2 separate regions of the Oryctolagus cuniculus genome follow, and region 1 is linked to region 2. A link is a contact called in public Hi-C data. All regions are on one chromosome and are shown on one strand. The core of a region is the stretch at or near the end of the contact, and the rest is flanking DNA. Distances in the headings are between cores, read along the strand shown. Region 1 has its middle 110 kb from the start of DPH5. Region 2 holds the start of S1PR1 (sphingosine-1-phosphate receptor 1).

Region 1 (6,083 bases), core at 3,074-5,573, 130 kb before region 2:
ATCACCATATTGTATTCCATGATGGTTATACTAGTTTACATTCTCACCAACAGTATATTAGGGTACATTTTCCTCCACATCCTCACCAGCATTTGTTATTTTTTGGTTTTTGGATGATAACCATTCTAACTCGGGTGAGGTGAAACCTCATTGTGGTTTTTATTTGCATTTCCCTCATGGCTAGTGATCCTGAGAATCTTTTCATCTATCTGTTGGCCATTTTATTTAATCCTTTGAAAAAATGCATGTTCATGTCCTTAGCCCATTTATTAACTGGAATATTTGTTTTGTTGTCGTTGTTTCTTGAGCCTCTTACATATTCTGGATATTAATTCTTTATCAGATGTATAGTTTGGAAATATTTTCTCCCATTCTGTCAGTTGCAGTTTTACTTTATTGAGTGTTTTCTTTGCTGTGCAGAAACTTCTTAGTTTTTGCCTTTATTGCCTGTGCTTCTTGGGGTCTTAAGTCCTTGACTATGCCAGTGTCTCACTGTATTTTCCCTTTTGCCTCTAGTGATTTGATGATTCCAGGTCTTAGTTTTAAATCCTTGATCTACTGTGAGTTGATTTCTATATAGAGTCTAAGGTAGGGGTCTTACTTCATACAAAGCGGAGATCTGATTTCCCCAACACTATTTGCTGAAGACAATGTCTTTCTCCAGTGAATGATTTTAGCTTGTTTGTCAAGGATTAGTTGGTTATAGATGCATGGATTAATTTCTGATGTCTCTAATCTATTTAATAGATACACGTGTCTATTCTTGTGCCAGTACCAGGGTATTTTTACTACAACTACCCTGTAATATGTCTTGAAATTTGGTATTGTGATTCCTCCAGCTTTATTTTTATTGCTTAGGATTAGAAGAATTCATATCACCAAAATATTCACACTACCTAAAGCAATAGACAGATTCGATGCTATCTCAGTGAAAATACCAAAGACATTCTTCCCAGATCTAGGGGAAAAAATGGTCCTCACATTCATATGGAATCATAGGAGACCCTGAATAGGTATTTCATTCTATGGATAACTCAATTTGTAGAATTTTACGGTGTGTGTTGAAAGGAATCTGCTTTGTGATTAGCTTAAAGAAATTATGAATCTGTACATTATTGGTGGAAGGAATGAGGAACTTTAATATGAATAAGTTTGCTCTCCTTGATACTAACTCTTTAAAAATGAGAAAACCCAGCCACCATCTATTGTTCACACTAGAAAACTGGATGACAGTAATCCTTTCTCCCTCCCCTTTCAGACTCCCCACATCCAGGTAGTCACCAGTCTACAAATTATGCCCAGTCAGTACTTCTTGAAGGTATCCACTTTTGTGTCTCCCTGCCTCCCTAGCATAGCCATAATTATATAATCTCACTTTGAGCTACCTACAGCCTTCGAGCTGATGCCACTCTTTTCTCATGCAGTCCATTCTCTACATGACAGCTAGTGGGATCTTTGTATAAACTTCAAATATCTCATACAAAACTCTTTAACAGTTTCCCACTGCTGGCAGGCTGAGGTCCATACTTCCTCACATGGTTTATAGGCTTCTTCATGATATGAAGCTCTTCCCACAACAAATACTTCTTTAGCCTCTATCCTTTACTCGTTGAATCACTGAAATTGCAATTCTCCGAGTAAGTGATGGCCTTACTTCTGGACTTTTGCACCTTCCTCCTGTGACTCCTGGTTGCTCCTCTCAGTCTCTAGCATCTTCTCATGCCACTGTTCCTTCTCTGGGCTGAGCTCCACATTGGCCTTGAATACAACCAGTGTATTCCGTCTCAGAGCCACTGTGTCTTCTCTGGCTTGAATACTCTTGCCCAGTTATGATGTGCACTTGGCCTTCCACACCATGGATTCCACCAACTGCAGATGGAAAATATTTGGGAAATAATTACATTTGTTCTGAACAGGTACAGACCCCTTCTCCCATCATTATTCCCTGAATAATACAGTAGAACAACTATTTAATACCATTGGAGGTATTAAAAGTAACCAAGTTAAAAATATATGAGAGGAGGTGCATAAGTTATATGCAAATACTGTACCACTTAATATAAAGAACTATAACCTCTTGGGACCTCTAAATTTTGGTATTTTGGGGGGAAACCAATCCTCCAGGAATGCCAAGGGACAAGTTAGGTTCAACAGCTGTATGGAAAAACTGAAGTGAGAGAGCGTGAATACTTTAAGCATGTCTTAAAATACAAATACAGAACTTTGAACTTCTAAGAAACCCATAGATGAAAACTAGTACATGGACTAATGGAAGGGGACCATAGAGAGATGCTTTTTGAGCAGCACTGGGAAAAAATAAGGAACTGAGACAAGATATTAGATGGGCTTTTCAGGTAGGGCTAGTGGTTACAAAAACAGTTCCAAATGATTACCTACAGAACACTGTAGTGAATTGCTCATGGTCTCTGAGCTGCGGGGGTTTCCAGACCAGTGGGAGAATCAGAGATTAGGAGGCCTGCCCAGTAACATCCACTGTTACTTTCTACTCTGTATTGTATTCTCCCATAGTATCTCTGGTTCTATATATTTTTTAAATTATTTATTTGAATGGGGGCAGGCGGGAAGGGATCTTCCATCTGTGGTTCACTCCCCAAATATCTGCAACAGCCAAAGCTGGGCCAGGCTGAAACCAGGAGTTCAGAACTTAATACAGGTTTCCCATGTGGGTAACAGTGACCTAACTGTTCTGAACAGGTACAGACCCCTTCTCCCATCATTATTCCCTGAACAATACAGTAGAACAACTATTTAATGCCATTTGGAGGTATTAAAAGTAACCAAGTTAAAAATATATGAGAGGATGTGCATAAGTTTTATGCAAATACCATCAACTGCTGCTACCCAAGGTGCACACTAGCAGGAAGCTGGAATCAGAAGCAAAGCCAGGACTCGAACCTAGGCACTGCAGTGTGGAAGGTGGGCATCTCAGGTTGTGTCTCAATTGTTGTACCCTGTGACAGCACCTCCAGCCTTGTATTTCTAGTCACAACTTTTGTATTGCTACTTGGAAAATCTCACTGGGACTTCAGGCGCAACCTGTTTAGAACAGAATTTGTCATTTTTTCCACAGATCTGCGGCATTTCTTATGAACTCTCCTGGTTAATGGCAGCACCATTCTCTCATATAAACAAGTGAGAACCTAGATGTTCCTTTTTGTACCTTACACTTGTCTCATGTATCCAGCCTGTCTAGATACTATTTTTAAAGGTTTTTAATAATGCTCAATTAGGTTTATTTCTCCTCTTCATTGCTGCCTCTGCTTCCATGAAGGTCACACTTGTCTCTTAATAATAAGACCATAATAGGTTTCCCTCCTACCACTCTTTTTTTTTTTTTTTTTTTTTTTTTTGACAGGCAGAGTGGACAGTGAGAGAAAGAGACAGAGAGAAAGGTCTTCCTTTTGCTGTTGGTTCACCCTCCAATGGCCGCCACGGCCGGCGCACCATGCTGATCCGATGGCAGGAGCCAGGTGCTTATCCTGGTCTCCCATGGGGTGCAGGGCCCAAGCACTTGGGCCATCCTCCACTGCCCTCCCGGGCCACAGCAGAGAGCTGATGGAAGAGGGGCAACCGGGACAGAATCCGGCACCCCGACCGGGACTAGAACCCAGTGTGCTGGCGCCGCAAGGCGGAGGATTAGCCTAGTGAGCCGCAGCGCCGGCCCCCTCCTACCACTCTTATCTTCATTCATTTGCCATACTGCAGCCAGAGAGAAATTTCCAAAGTTCAAATATAATTATGTTACCACTTATTTAAGACCTACAATGATTTTCCTTTGCCCTCAGGATAAAGTACTTGGTGAATATTTGTTGAATGGATTATCATAGCAAATATTCAGAATAACTGAGATGGACATTATTCCATTATCTTTTTCAGATAGGGACACGAAAGCTAAAAAAATTTGACGTTACCCAATAGTCAGTGGTCACGTTTTTCTGACCCTTGAAGCTGTGCTGTTTTGAAGTCCCACTGCTTATCCTTTCTATGCAAGATGACTTGTTTTTACATAGACAGTGAAGAAAGATGCTGTTTACGTTGTGCAGTTCTGCCAATCATGCACAAATCATCTCTTGTTCCAGTGCTGTAGTAATTGCTTTACCAAATTATCTCACACTGCAATGAAACAGAGATCAACCAGGATCTTCAATTAAGTTGTTGAAGAGCCTGCAGGCATAGGAAACCTTCAGGGATAGCTATACCACTAAAGTCAAGCTGACAGGAATCTTTTAAGTGGTGTTTCTAAGGTATATTTTGGAATCTGCACACCCACACACTGAGCTGTGTTGTCTAGACTGCCTTCTAGGCTACATATGACAAATCATTAAATAAAGCTTATCCCAGAACACTGCCTGACACATACAAAATGCTCAGTAAATGTGTTTCAAATGAAGAAATGGAAAAAGTGAAATCTCCAGCATTTTAATAGCAAGAATCACTTATAGATGGTCATCATATTCTTTCTATTAGTAAAGTACAATATTTTAGCTAGGTTTTTCACTATATAGGTGAAAAAAAAATGTTTTCTTATCTTTGTTAATCTAGAGAATTCATTCAATCAAAGCTATTTTTCCCAAATATACTAGTAAAATATGCATATGTTTCTAGTTTTGGAGTTTCAACCAAAGCTTAACATATTTGTATTTCTATTTGCTTTCAATTATGGATTTAGCCACATTGAGAAAGGTGATGAACAGGATTGAAATGAAAGGTTGGAATTTATTTGTTGATTTTGAATATAAAAATTATCAGCCTACATTAATAGCTGATATTCCATCTTAGTCATCTTTTCCCTAACTCTCTTCCTAGTTATGTGCTATGGAATTGCCTAAAAGATAATATTTTTAATCAAGGCTAACTTGTGGTCATACTTGTCTATTAAAATAAAAATATAATATCCTAATTTTTGATAGTCAGGAAAAAAGGGCCACTTGAATTTTACATACCAAATACTATAATTCTAGGTCTTTGTTTTCATAACAAAAATTATTCTTCCAATATTGCCTTTAATTTTTTAATATATAGGACTCCCCTTGATATGGAGAATTTGCAGATGCACCACTGAAGAAAATTAACTCTTATCTCTCGTTTAATAAAAAAAAAAACAAAGAAAAATAGATCTCTGCTTCTGTTACTGAATAATGTTGTCTGATCTGATCACAGATCCTGCTGTAAAAGCATCAGAAAGTAGCCTTAGTTCTCATTGCAATGCTATTATGGTTTGGGCCTTGGACATTTACAGCTTGTAGTATTCCTAGTTTTATACTTCCTGTTTGTGAATGTCAGTATGATAGCCTACTGCTTCTAAGAATCTGTGTGGAACATGTGTATGGATCACCAATATTAAGGGTCTTTGATGGAATTTAATCCCATCCTGACACCTGGAAAAATTATTTTAGTACTGAAAGATTGGTTATCCTTAATAAAAGCTTGTTTTCAACCATGGCATAATGTTGACAAATTTGGAAAACCCAGGAGTGGGAATCAGGTCAAAATAGTGGCTGTTACAGGCTATGTGTATTTTTCAGGGCCCCTTTTTGATAGGACTTGGACTTCTGGGGAATCTGATTACAAGCACTCTGCATGTCTGCCTTGCTTAGTGAAGCACAGTGACATACTACCTTCTGTTTGGGGTGTCTTCCCTTGTTTGATTCAGTCACACGTACAGTAGCCACAATTAGCCTGGCATAGAAGCACATCTTCACAATAGCTTTTGTAAGAGGAGGAAGTGCTGCATGCATTGTATATGTATGCAGATTTGCCTTTCTCTCCGTGTAGGGGCACTTTGCAGGAGAATCCACCTAATGCCTGCTCCCTCTGAGTCTCTGAGGGTTGAGCTTCCTTGCTTCTGTAAATTGGGATAAGATCTTTCTGAAACCACTCCATTTTCCTGCTTTGTTTCTTCACTCCTTGTGAGGTACGCAATAGATCAAGCTCATTCTCTTTGTTGACATGTTCAGCATTGCTTTCACATGCATCTGACTTCAGGGTGTTCTTCTTTTTTCTTTTTTTTTTTTTATAGTCTTCAAATGAATTGGGCAGAAAATGTACAACAGCTGCCTGTA
Region 2 (5,442 bases), core at 966-3,465:
TTTTTTTTTTCTCTTTCTCTTTTTGCGTCTGCCCCAGTTCTTTCCTGGACAGTTTGTCTCAGCAGCCCAGATCCGGGGGCCCTCAGCCGCCGACGGAGGGCGTGGGGGGTTAGGGCATTAACCCCTCCCCGCCTCTGCCTACAGCAGCCACTCTGCCTCCGCGCGGCGCTGCGAGGCGAACGCAGCCGGGAGCCAGGCCACGCCAGCCAGGCTACCCTTTGGAGTGCACGGCTGCGCAGGGAGGGGACCCCGACTGGAGTTAAGTTTGCCAGGGCGCGACGCAGCTCATTGCGGGCGGCAACAAGATGAGGAGCGGGGCGCGCCGAGCCGGAGCTCTTCGAACGCAGCTGCGTCCCGCCTGAGCGAGGTACGGGGTTGCGGGCGGCGCGCATGGGGGCCGGGGGCGCCGGGGGGGGCCCTCGGGCCAGATGGCGCAGGAGTCAGAAACGAATTTTTCAACCCGAACGAAGGCAACGGAAAGTTTGAAAAAGATTCCTCTCTGGTGCTACCCAGGAGCCCAGCTCCATCGGATTGTTCGGGGCGCGGGCGCGGGGGGCGAGGGGCGGTACTGCTGGTGCCTGGAGTTTGGAAAAGGGCTAGTTCCGAATTCCTAATAGTCGAACAGACTGGGAGTGGGAATGGCGAGCGGACGCCGCGGTTGGTGGGAAGACAGGGAAGGCGCTTATTTTTGGAAAGCCTTTAGACAAAGAATATGCGGGACACGGCGATGACTTAAACTTGTCCTGCCCGCGCGCGGGGTGTCGAATGAGATGGAAATGCGGAGCCTCTGGGCGCGAGCTAGCTCTGCCTGCTTCGCTCCCGCCGCCTTTACTGCACTTTTTCTTTGCAACCTTACCTTGAAACTTTTAACCAACTTGAAAGAGACTTTTGCAGATTGCTGCTGGGCGTCATTCCCTTCAGTTTCTGGGTGTTTAAAGGAGGCAGAGCGTTGGAGGGCAGCCGTAAATGAGGCTGCGCCGGCGAGTTTAGCAATGCCCTAGACGTCTGTGTGGGCGCCTTTTTGGAGAGCGCTTTTGCATTGGAGATTAGGAATGCGGTGGCATGAACTGTTGTTATCTTTAGCCCTGTAACTTTCTCTCTCTCTCTCTCTCCCTCCCTCTCTCCCCTCTGTTTCTCTCTCTCGTGTGATACTAACCCTAAAATATTTATGCAATCAACCGATGTGCAAAACTTATGAGATTTGCTGCAATCTCTTATGAATGGTTTGCACTGAGCGCCTTTAAATTTACTTGCACTGACTTGCGGGAAAAAAAAGAAGAAGGTAGAAAAGGCAGTTGCTTCACGGAGGCGCTAAGCTTTCCTGTTTACCGCAAGATGGGGCGGACCCGCCTGCCCACACCTCGCTGCGCCCTCCGACCCTAAGCACACCTGCTCCTAGAGAGTTATTAATAGAGTCCAAAAAATGACTTGCGCTGTCAAATGATTTTCGTGCAAATCTAATTTCTTGCATGGCAATTAGGAGGTGGTGCTTGCGTCCTTGAGCTTGGCGTGGGTGGGGGGTAAAGTGGGGCAAGGGAAGAGGTGTGCGTCTCCACCCTGTGGCTGGCGGTTAAGTGTCTTCCGAGGAGAGGCCGTGAGCTGGTGGTGAGCGCACAGCTGAGCTGGTGGCGGCTTCGGAGAATCTCCCGAATGGAAATCAGGGCGTCGAGGGTGGGGCGAGCAGGCGAGAGTGGAGTCCGAATGGGGCGCCTCCCCACCCCTACTCCTTCCGCCATGCACCCCAGGTTTCCCATTTCCATTTGAGCGGCTGTGACAATAGGGAGAGAGTTTTCGTCTCTTCTGTTTGGAATTTTCAGCTTGGGTAAATGTTTGGGCTTTCTTCCTCTGTTTCCCCTCGCCCCTACCCCCAACGGCCCCACCCCCCTTTTTGCAAGAAATTTATTTAACAAAAAAGTTCCCCTCCCTACGTTTCCCTAAACCAAATCAACAAGAACAAAACTGGAGCAGTGCCTTGGCCAGAATGAATTATACCAGTGTGCTGTGGCTTTCTGCCTGACTCCTTCCTCTTTGTGACTTGTTTCAGGCTGCGGTTTCTGAGGCTCTCCCCAGGCAAGGCAAGGCTGCACAAAAAAGCCTGGATTGCTCCCTGAACCTCCCCGGCAGCGGGTGACAGCTCGTGCCTCAGCCTCGCCCTCTAGCGCTCGTCCGGAGAAGAGCTCCCCGGGTTCGTGGCGCGGAGACAGAGCGGGTACCATGGGGCCCACCAACATCCCGCTGGTCAAGGCCCTCCGCAACTCGGTCTCCGACTATGTCAACTACGATATCATCGTGCGGCATTACAATTACACGGGGAAGCTGAACATCAGCGCGGACAAGGAGAATGGCATTAAGCTGACTTCGGTGGTTTTCATTCTCATCTGCTGCTTCATCATCCTGGAGAACATCTTTGTCTTGCTGACCATTTGGAAAACCAAGAAATTCCACCGCCCCATGTACTACTTTATTGGCAACCTGGCCCTCTCAGACCTGTTGGCGGGAGTGGCCTACACCGCCAACCTGCTCTTGTCGGGGGCCACCACCTACAAGCTGACGCCGGCGCAGTGGTTCCTGCGGGAAGGGAGTATGTTTGTGGCGCTCTCTGCGTCGGTGTTCAGCCTGCTGGCCATCGCCATCGAGCGCTACATCACCATGCTGAAGATGAAGCTGCACAATGGCAGCAACAGCTTCCGCTCCTTCCTGCTCATCAGCGCCTGCTGGGTCATCTCGCTCATCCTGGGTGGCCTGCCCATCATGGGCTGGAACTGCATCAGCACGCTGTCCAGCTGCTCCACCGTGTTGCCGCTCTACCACAAGCACTATATCCTCTTCTGCACCACCGTCTTCACCCTGCTCCTGCTCTCCATCGTCATCCTGTACTGCAGGATCTACTCCCTGGTCAGGACTCGGAGCCGCCGGCTGACCTTCCGCAAGAACATTTCCAAGGCCAGCCGCAGCTCGGAGAAGTCGCTGGCGCTGCTCAAGACCGTCATCATCGTCCTGAGCGTCTTCATCGCCTGCTGGGCCCCGCTCTTCATCCTGCTTCTGCTGGACGTGGGCTGCAAGGTGAAGACCTGCGACATCCTCTTCAAAGCGGAGTACTTCCTGGTGCTGGCTGTGCTCAACTCCGGCACCAACCCCATCATTTACACGCTGACCAACAAGGAGATGCGCCGGGCCTTCATCCGGATCATGTCCTGCTGCAAGTGTCCCAGCGGAGACTCGGCCGGCAAGTTCAAGCGCCCCATCATCGCGGGCGTGGAATTCAGTCGCAGTAAATCGGACAACTCCTCCCACCCCCAGAAGGACGATGGGGACAACCCCGAGACCATCATGTCTTCTGGCAACGTCAACTCGTCCTCCTAAAACGGACAGCTGCCAACCCGTGGGAAGCACTGTTACATGGTCGCCCACCACCCGGCGTCGGGGGTGGGGGTAGGGGGACCGTCTCTGGGCCTCGACTGTTGCCAGGGAGGAGCTGCTGCGAGCCAGAGGGATGGAGGAGGGGGGAAACCGCAGCATCGTGGCGGTGCCTCGTGTTTGTGGTAGCAGTAGCTCCCCTGAACAATGCACTGGGAAGGGTGGAGATCGGGCCGGCCTGGAGTCTGTTTCCTCCCCACTGGAGCTTTGATTTTGCACTGAGCCAAAGGTCTAGCATTGTCAAGCTCCCGAAGGGTTCTTTTGGCCCCTCCTCAAAGACTAACGTCCCCATGAGAAAGCGTCCGTCTGTCTGGAGTGTTGGAAAGATGTTTTCTTTCACTTGAGTTCCAAATCCGAGTGAGCGTGTGCACTTCTGCTTGTTTTGGGATGCTCCGCACATCCCTCCCTCCCTTCCCCTTCACGCCCCTCCTCCAACTCCTTTACTTTGTATCTTAGCCTCCTGGTATTGGCCAGAGCTGAGGCGGTGGCCCCAGGGCCATTTGTTGATGATCTGTAGCAGGTAGGCTGTGTTGAGTAGGTAGGCAGGGAGTTGGTTGGAGATGTAAAGCAATTTCACATGCTGAGGCCAAAGTTTCCATGTGAGCTGGATCAGTTTCTTGGAATTTGGTTGAAGTCACTTTGATTCTTTAAAAAACAACGAAAAACAAAACCGTCTTTACAATGAAATGTTCCCGCATCATGTCCATTGTGGCTGTAATTCGCTCGAAGAAGTCCACTTTCAGTGATATCAGCCAGGAGCCTTAGTGCTATGGGAGAAACAAGCAAGCAAAACAAGGTGAAAACTGACTGGGAGTTAACTTTTGTAAACCAAGAGAGATTTCTTAATGACTTTGTCTAACAAATACAACAGCTGTCTTTGGCACTTTTGTTGATGTTTATTTCAGAGTGTTACGTGATTCATTTTAACCAACAAGATGGTTGTGTTTTGTTGTGTTAAAAGAACTTTTCATGATTTTTGAATGTATTTGTTTCAGCAGATGTCTTTTTATTGGATTTTTCTAACCTGTGTTAACACCATTGAATGTGTATTTCTTAAGAAAATACCACCCTCTTGTGCCCTTGAAAGCATTACTTTAACTGATAGGGAACACCAGAACTTTTTCAGTACAGTTGTTCATTAGATAGTAATTGAAGATGTGTATAAGTGTCACAAAGAAAGAATAAAAATATATTACTGTCTCTTTAGTTTGATTTTCAGTGCAATTAAACCAAGAAATGTCTTTTTTAAAAAATAGTATTTAATAGGTTTCTGACTTTTGTGAATCATTTTGCACATAGCTTTATCGACTTTTAAACATTAATAAACTGATTTTTTTAAAGATCCCTTTGTGAAGAGCATTTTTGAAAACAATTACTGAGACATTCTCTTTGACCTTGAAGATCTTTGGAAACATACCTAAGTACAAACTTCTGTTTTTCTTTAAAGGATTTCACCTTGATAAACTATGGCATGAAAAAGATGTGGTTTGTTTAGAAACCACTGTATCTTTTTCAGGAAGAGAAACCTCAATGAGTTAACATTGAAGAGTACTAAAGAATGAGATAAAACCACCAACTTTCTGAATACCCTGTTAGCAAGTAAATATAATTAGGTAAAACCTAACTAAATTAGCTACAGGAATTCTGTCATAAGCTAATATACACCAATGTGATTGTAAATCTAATTTAAATTATATTCAGTTTGAACTCATCAACCAAAATGTGTACTCTCGGCACTTCATCAATATGCTGAATGAAGATATAGATAAAGGAAATAATATTAACTTGGCTTTATTTATTTATTTTGGACACCGTCTGGACTTCTCTGGGACAATATGGAAGTAAGGAATGTCAAAGGATAAGCAAGTTGCAGAATGTAGGCTGTGTAGCACAGCACCTTTTATCTGCAATAAAATTCAGTTCACAGTATTGGAAAGCTTTAACCCTCTTGGCTTTCAATTTCTCCAACTATAAAATGAAAGCCAGAGCACACAGCAAGCATCAGAGTGTTATATTAATAGTCAA

Evidence for each region. Hi-C and Micro-C count contacts between places; a contact is called where the count stands out from the background.
Region 1: a contact with region 2 is called in a Hi-C map of liver, with 5 times the contacts expected there. The contact joins the enhancer-like site here to the promoter of S1PR1 in region 2. A contact is called at or near these places in 2 of 6 Hi-C or Micro-C datasets (liver and an unstated tissue).

The regions. Positions count from the first base shown.
Region 1 is chr7:69,199,036-69,205,118 of mOryCun1.1, reverse strand. No RefSeq gene overlaps it. Among named protein-coding and RNA genes, the nearest start is that of DPH5, 110 kb to the left of the region's middle. Within about 2 kb of position 4,323, at least 1 of the 8 cell types and tissues checked has an H3K27ac peak or open chromatin away from gene starts, as enhancers often do.
Region 2 is chr7:69,071,240-69,076,681 of mOryCun1.1, reverse strand. It overlaps S1PR1 (sphingosine-1-phosphate receptor 1), which reads left to right and starts at 2,215. Exons shown (of 1, transcript NM_001198946.1): 1 at 2,215-3,363. The coding sequence starts at 2,215. The coding sequence ends at 3,363.